2 separate regions of the Mus musculus genome follow, and region 2 is linked to region 1. The links are chromatin contacts, called in public promoter capture Hi-C maps. All regions are on one chromosome and are shown on one strand. The core of a region is the stretch at or near the end of the contact, and the rest is flanking DNA. Distances in the headings are between cores, read along the strand shown. Region 1 holds the start of Ppfibp1 (PTPRF interacting protein, binding protein 1 (liprin beta 1)). Region 2 holds the start of E330012B07Rik (RIKEN cDNA E330012B07 gene).

What was found. Promoter capture Hi-C pulls out the DNA fragments that hold promoters and counts their contacts.
Region 2: a contact with region 1 is called in a promoter capture Hi-C map of hippocampal neurons, with 2.9 times the contacts expected there. The contact joins the promoter of E330012B07Rik here to the promoter of Ppfibp1 in region 1. A contact is called at or near these places in 1 of 39 promoter capture datasets (hippocampal neurons) and 1 of 484 Hi-C or Micro-C datasets (embryonic stem cells).

The regions. Positions count from the first base shown.
Region 1 is chr6:146,886,944-146,890,095 of GRCm38.p6, reverse strand. It overlaps Ppfibp1 (PTPRF interacting protein, binding protein 1 (liprin beta 1)), which reads right to left and starts at 1,602. Exons shown (of 31, transcript NM_001355728.1): 1 at 1,413-1,602.
Region 2 is chr6:147,178,800-147,181,951 of GRCm38.p6, reverse strand. E330012B07Rik (RIKEN cDNA E330012B07 gene) reads right to left here and starts at 1,711. Exons shown (of 3, transcript NR_033640.1): 1 at 1,638-1,711.

The DNA of each region.
Region 1 (3,152 bases), core at 353-2,852:
CGAATATATACAAGTGAATTTCTCACATCCTAACTGGACTACATAAAAAATATTTTACATTGATATGCAAGGATAACACTGATGTTCTTTTACTTAAGCAATATATGGTAGGATGTAAGGAAACTGAGAAAACATAAAACTATTTTCTCTTTACTTTCTGGGAAGATGATTCACATATTTGTGACACTTTTAAATATTCCCACCTGCACATATACTTCCCTGCTGGTTCTGTAGTAGTGTAGGAGACTGGGCTCAAGCATATGTCCCTGATGGGCATTCTCTTGTAATATGAGGAAACCGAGATTCAGGGTCTGAGCACACTTTCCAAATGTGTGGCGTGGCTCTGCAGTATTATATAGGGATTCTGGGGTTCCACCACAGTCCCCTGACTGGAATCTGGGGTATATTACAGGGAGTCTGGGTCCCATTGCAGTTCCCTGAATGGAGCGTATGGTATTATTGGAGTAGTTCCGGGGTGTGGGGTCCCACGAAAATTCCCTAACTGAAGTCTGTGGTGTGGTGGAGACTCTGGGGTGTAGGGTCCCAGAACACTTCTGTAATTGGAGTTCTGTGGTATCAGAGTCTATGGTGTGGTGGGAGGACAAGTGTGAAATGGGCTCACACTGTCCTGAATGAGTCTGTGGCGTGGTGAGATACCCACTGTGTAAAACTGTGCGCATGTCCCTGACTAGAGTTCCATGGTACTAGGATTCTGGGGTGTTCGGGTCCCAGCACATTTCCCTGACTGGAGTCTGTGGTGTGGTGGGGAGTCCAGGAGTGAGCTGGAAGCACACTTCTCTGACTGGAGGCTGTGGTGTGGTGGGGATTCTGAGGCGTGGGGTCCCAGCACACTTCACTGATTGGAGTTCTGTGATTCAGAGTCTATGGTATGGTGAGGGGACGAGTATGAGATGGGCTTATACTACCCTGGCTGGAGACTGTGGGTGTGTAAGGGGTCGGGGAGTCCGGGTGTGAGCTGGGAGCACACTTCCCTGGCTGCAGGCTGTGGAGGGAAGTCTGGATGTGAGCTGGGAACACACTTCCCTAACTGGAGTCTGGGGGGGGGGGTGCTGGGGGGGGTAGACCGGGTGTGAACTGGGAGCACATCTCCCTGACTGGAGACTGTGGTGTGAAGGAGAGACCGGGTGTGAGCTGGGAGCACACTTCCCTGACTGGAGTCTGTGGAGGGGAGTCTGGGTGTGAGCTGGGAGCACACTTCCCTGACTGGAGTCTCTGGGGGAGTCCGAGCACACTTCCCTGACTGGAGTTCTGTGCTGTGGGGAGTCCGGGTGAGGGAACCGAGGACCCAGACGAGCCCTTCCTGTCACCCCGAAGCTGCTGCCCCCCACTCACTAGAGATCCCCGAGAACGCGGGCGCGGGTCGCAGAAGGAACCGCCCGCGGCTGGCTTACCTGAGGCGGAGGGCCGCCGAGCTCCACAAGTTGCAGTTCCGCCTCCCGGGACCCGCCCGGCTGCCAGATCGCCACTCTCGACGCGGCCGCCCCCGCGCCCTACACGGCGACAGGAGCCGGGGCCGGAGCACAGCGCCCGGCTGACATCACCGCCGCCCAGGTGCCGCCTCCCCTCGGTCCTCCTCGTCCCACCGCCCCGCCCCTCCCCCGGCGGGAACCAGCCCCAGGGGCGGAGGGGGCGGGGCCTCGCGCTTGCGGCCCGCTGATTGGCCGGGCGCGCGGTCACTCCGAGGCGGCGCCTGGTCTCCCACATTCCTGGCCGAGCCCAGCGGAGCTGGGAGTGGGCGTCGGTGGGGAGCGCGCCCGGTCCGCTGCGGTCCGTAGGGCGCGGATAAAGGGCTGCGCTGAGCCGGGCGGTCGCTCGCAGCTCTTCCCGGGTCAGAAGCGACGCTCATCCCGAAAGAACGCCTCTGTGTCGCGGACCGAGCGGACGTGGCGGGCGGGGAGCCCCGCGGATAAAGTAAAAGGCCCCGGAGGGGAAACTGAGGACTTACAGAGACTGAGCGGACGAGGATCCCAGAGGTGGCCACCCTAGTTCCGCGTGGTCATCTAGCGGCGCTCAACCACGTGGCTGCTTTTGCATTTAGTAACGAGACAAAAATAAAAATAAAAAGACACGCAAGCTTCCAGAGAAATAAAATGAACTCTCCAGAGGGAGGGGGTAAATGTTTTACTATTTATATTTTTTCGAGGTTTTCCCCCCCTCTCCCCCCCCCCGCTGTGACACATATCAAGGCTGGTCTTCAAATTGTTATCTTTTTACCTTAGCCTTCCTAATAGCTGAGGTTACAGGCCCACACTCAGCAATAACCTGCTTTTTAAAGATTTTTTATTATTATTTTTGTTGGAGTTTGTTGTTGTTGTTTGTCCTGTCGTGAAACTGTGTGTGGACCAGACTGGTCTTGAACAGCTATCTGCCTGCCTCCGCCTCAAACTATTCAAATCAAAGATGTGTACCACCACACCCAGCTATTTTTGTTATTTTGTTTAATTATGTGTAGTATGTGTGTGTACCCATGGAGGCTAGAAGCATTGAATTCTCCCAGTTGTGAGATAGGGGCTGTGGGCTGAACTCAAGTGTTTCTGCAAAAAGAGCAGAAGAGGTTAACTGTTTGGCCATCTCTTCAGGCCCTATGCTGAACTTTTTAAGTCCCATAAGGCTTCTGTTTTGATGCACAACTGAAAAGGGAGAACCCTCACAACTGAGTTCAAACCACATGATAATAATTACTGTTGAACCAATTGCAGTGACTGAGCTAACAATTAAGAATTAACTACTATTTACCCTCTGGTGGATATCAGCTGTGTAATCCTCTTGGCTGCAAAGTCAGGGAGATTCTCAGGAGCCCTTCTTTCAGTTTCCCCTGTCAGACCCAGAACTGAACTGAATAATGAAAAGCAGCTTTATGGATACAGAATATGATTAGTTTCTGTTAGCTTTTTGTTGGCTATGAGCCTCCCCAGCCCCCACCGCCGCCGCTGCCACCACCCTGGGGAACGGAAGGTGGTGTGTTTGTGTATGTGTTGACTGGGGGGTTTGATTTTAGTTTTCTTGAGACAGATTCTTAAGTAGCTGAAGCTATCCTTGAACTCACTATGTAACATAGGCCAGCCTTGAACTCAGGAACCTTCTTCCACTAATCCCAGATGCTGGGATTAAGGTGTGTGACATGTGACTTT
Region 2 (3,152 bases), core at 462-2,961, 290 kb before region 1:
CATATTCCATTGCTTCAGGATGCAGTAACAGCAGCGGGCTTGAGACAGCTGTCCACATAACCTCCAAAATCAAGAGCAAAGGGAAATAATCACACAAATGCTTACTCCTTGCTTAAGATCAGCTTGACTGCTCAACTCATATGCAGTTTAGGATTCTTCCTAAAGAACAGTCCATTTGAGTACATATGCACATGCATACATGCATGCACACTTGAGCACATGTGTGCATGCACGCACGTGCACACACACACACATGGGATGGTTCTTACAACATCAATTAATGTTGCTGAGACAACCCCCCACAGATATCCCCACAGGTCAATCCAATAGAGACAATCATCTCTCATTAAGATTCTCTTCCCAGGAGGCAAGCCTGCTGCCATACAGCAGAAGATGGGTGGAAGACACCCAGAGGCGAGAAGGCACCACTATCATGGCAAGTGTGTGGTGGAGAGACAGAAGAAAAAGAACAGTTTATGCAGTATGATAAGAGGAGAAACTGGAAATGTGAGGGTGATGAGGAACAGCCTGATGTGAGTAGTTTGTGCTGCCACCTGAGGCCATGTCTGGGTCAATGGTCAATGGCCTCTGTGGGCACTGCACATGCATGCAAGCAAAACACCTAAACACATGAAATAAAATAAAATATAAACATTTTAATAAAAATAAAAATATCACTGGCTGCTTTTGCCCCAAAAAGGACAGACAGTTCAGCATATATATATCAACAAATGTACCACATGCAAAGAGAATCAAGGTCAACACAAATTATCATCTCAATGGAACAGAAAGGCCTTTTATATAACATAACATCTTTTGTGATAAAGGCTCTGAAGATACTAGAAAGAAAGGGACCATAATCAAGGGCACATGGGTCAGAGCTAGAGCTTACAGAATGAAGAACACCAAAAACATTTTCTCTAAAATCAATAGCAGTGTGGCAATGTCCACTCTCTTTACAGTGATTTAAGCTGAAATGAAAGCAATAAGACAGAAACAGGAATTAAAAGGAAACAAATAGAAAACAAAGAAACTGGAGTATACTTGTTTGTAGATGACGTCATCCTACAATGGGAATGCTCTAAAGACTCCCATGAGACTCTGAGGTCTGGTAAACACCTTCAGCAAAGGGGCACAAGATCAACATACTAGAAGTTATTGTTTTTCCTTTATACCAATATACAGTTATAGCCATGATTTCCCCCACAGGTACAGAAAAAAAATGTGTGTTTAGAAAAACAATGCCTGTTGAACAAATGTTTCTGATGAATCTGGATAGCCTCACGTGGAAAACTGAAACCAGATTCACAGGTCTCACTTTGCACAAAAGTCAGACCACAGTGGACCAGAAACTTACTGTAAGACCTGCAACCACTGGACGAAAGCACAGGAGCAACAGCTCAAAACACAGCAGAGGAGGCTTTCTGAGAGGGCAGCTCTAGCTCCGGAAATGGCTCCAAACATGAAAAATTAAAATAAGGGGCTTTTACACAACAGAGAGAATCAGTGTGCAGGACGGAAGAAAATACTTTGTTGCTTGTGATCTCTTAGGGGCCTGACCTGGTTTGCTTCTCTGTAACTGTGATAAACCCTGACCAAAAAGCACATTAGGCAGAAAAAGGATAATTTTCACTTACAGGTTTCAGTCTATCCCAGGGTAGCTGAGGCAGGAACTCAAGGCAGGAGAACAGTTGCTTACTGCCTTCCTTTCCCTGACTTGCTCAGCTACCTTTCTTATACAACCCAGGTTACCTGCCCAGAGATGACTCCGCCTACCGTGGGCTGGCCCCTCCCACATCAATTAGCAATCAACAGAATGCCCCACAGATGTACCCACAGGCCAAGCTTATCTAAACAGTTTCTCTGGTATGATTTTCCTCCCCTGGGTATGTTCAGGCTTGTGTCAAGTTCTCAAAAACCAACCAGCACAGGGACTAATGTCCACCATATATAAAGAACTCAAATCATTAAACACTCAAAGAACCAATAACCCCATCAATAAATGAAAGGATAAACTGAGCAGTTTTCAAATGAAGAAATGCATATTGTCATGAAAAACATTCAACATTTTTAGCCATTAGATTGCTCAGTGAGCGCACTGAAGCAAGGTGTGGTGCCTGAATCTATAATCCCAATATGGGGGTGGTGGAGGAAGAAGGGCATGTGTTCAAGGCCAGACCAGGAGTTAGAGGCTAGCCTGCACTATACACAAAGAAGCTGGACAGCTATTGTTCAATGACATAGAGTTTCCATTTTACAAGATAGAAAGGGATGGTGGCTACAAAGAGTCATCATTTTCAATGCCACTGGACAGGACACTTTCAGAATGGCCAAAATGGGAAATTTCATGTTGCAAATACTTTGCTACAATTAATACAGGGGGGGGGGGAGCTGAGGAAATGACTCAACGGGTAAGAGTGCTTATTTTAAAAGCATGAGGATTGGATTCCAATACCCAGCACACACACACACACACACACACACACACACACACACACGCAGCAGGGCATAGCTGTGTGTGCCAGTAACTCCAGCATTGGGGAGTGGAGGCAGGTAGATTCTGAGAGCTCGATGGCCAGCCAGCCAGCTTAGCCTCTCAGTGGAAGACCCTGTCTCAGGGCAATAAGACAGAGAGTGAGAGAGGAAGACATCTGACATTCTCACACACCCACATCTTAGTGCACACACAACACATACCCCAAAATAAAACACAAACACTGTTCAATAGCAAGATTCTAAGAAACCAAGATGCCCTCATAGAGCTCACAGTACAGCAGAAGAGATCGATGGAGGCAGTGTCTAAAACGGGCCTCCCAGACTGGTGTTCACAAGGCAAAAGGGAGTGAGGCGAGGGTCGGGTGGGGTGTCCTAACACGCTCTAAATCCAGTTTCTAAATCCAGTACAACCTCACCTTAGTGTAGTCACCTATTTGAAAAATATTTAGTGAGCACTCCTCTTAAGAAGATACTCTCGAGTAGAACGTACATTTCCTTTGAGAAAAACTAACAAAAGCTAGATCTACCGGGGGTCCTAAAATTTTGGGTTCCAGACTCATCAGGATGGCAGATCCCCAGGCGCGGCTGTCTCTCCCCGCAGGCAGGATCACGAGCTTCAAAATACTCTTTGGGCAGCACTAATTGCCTGGATTTTA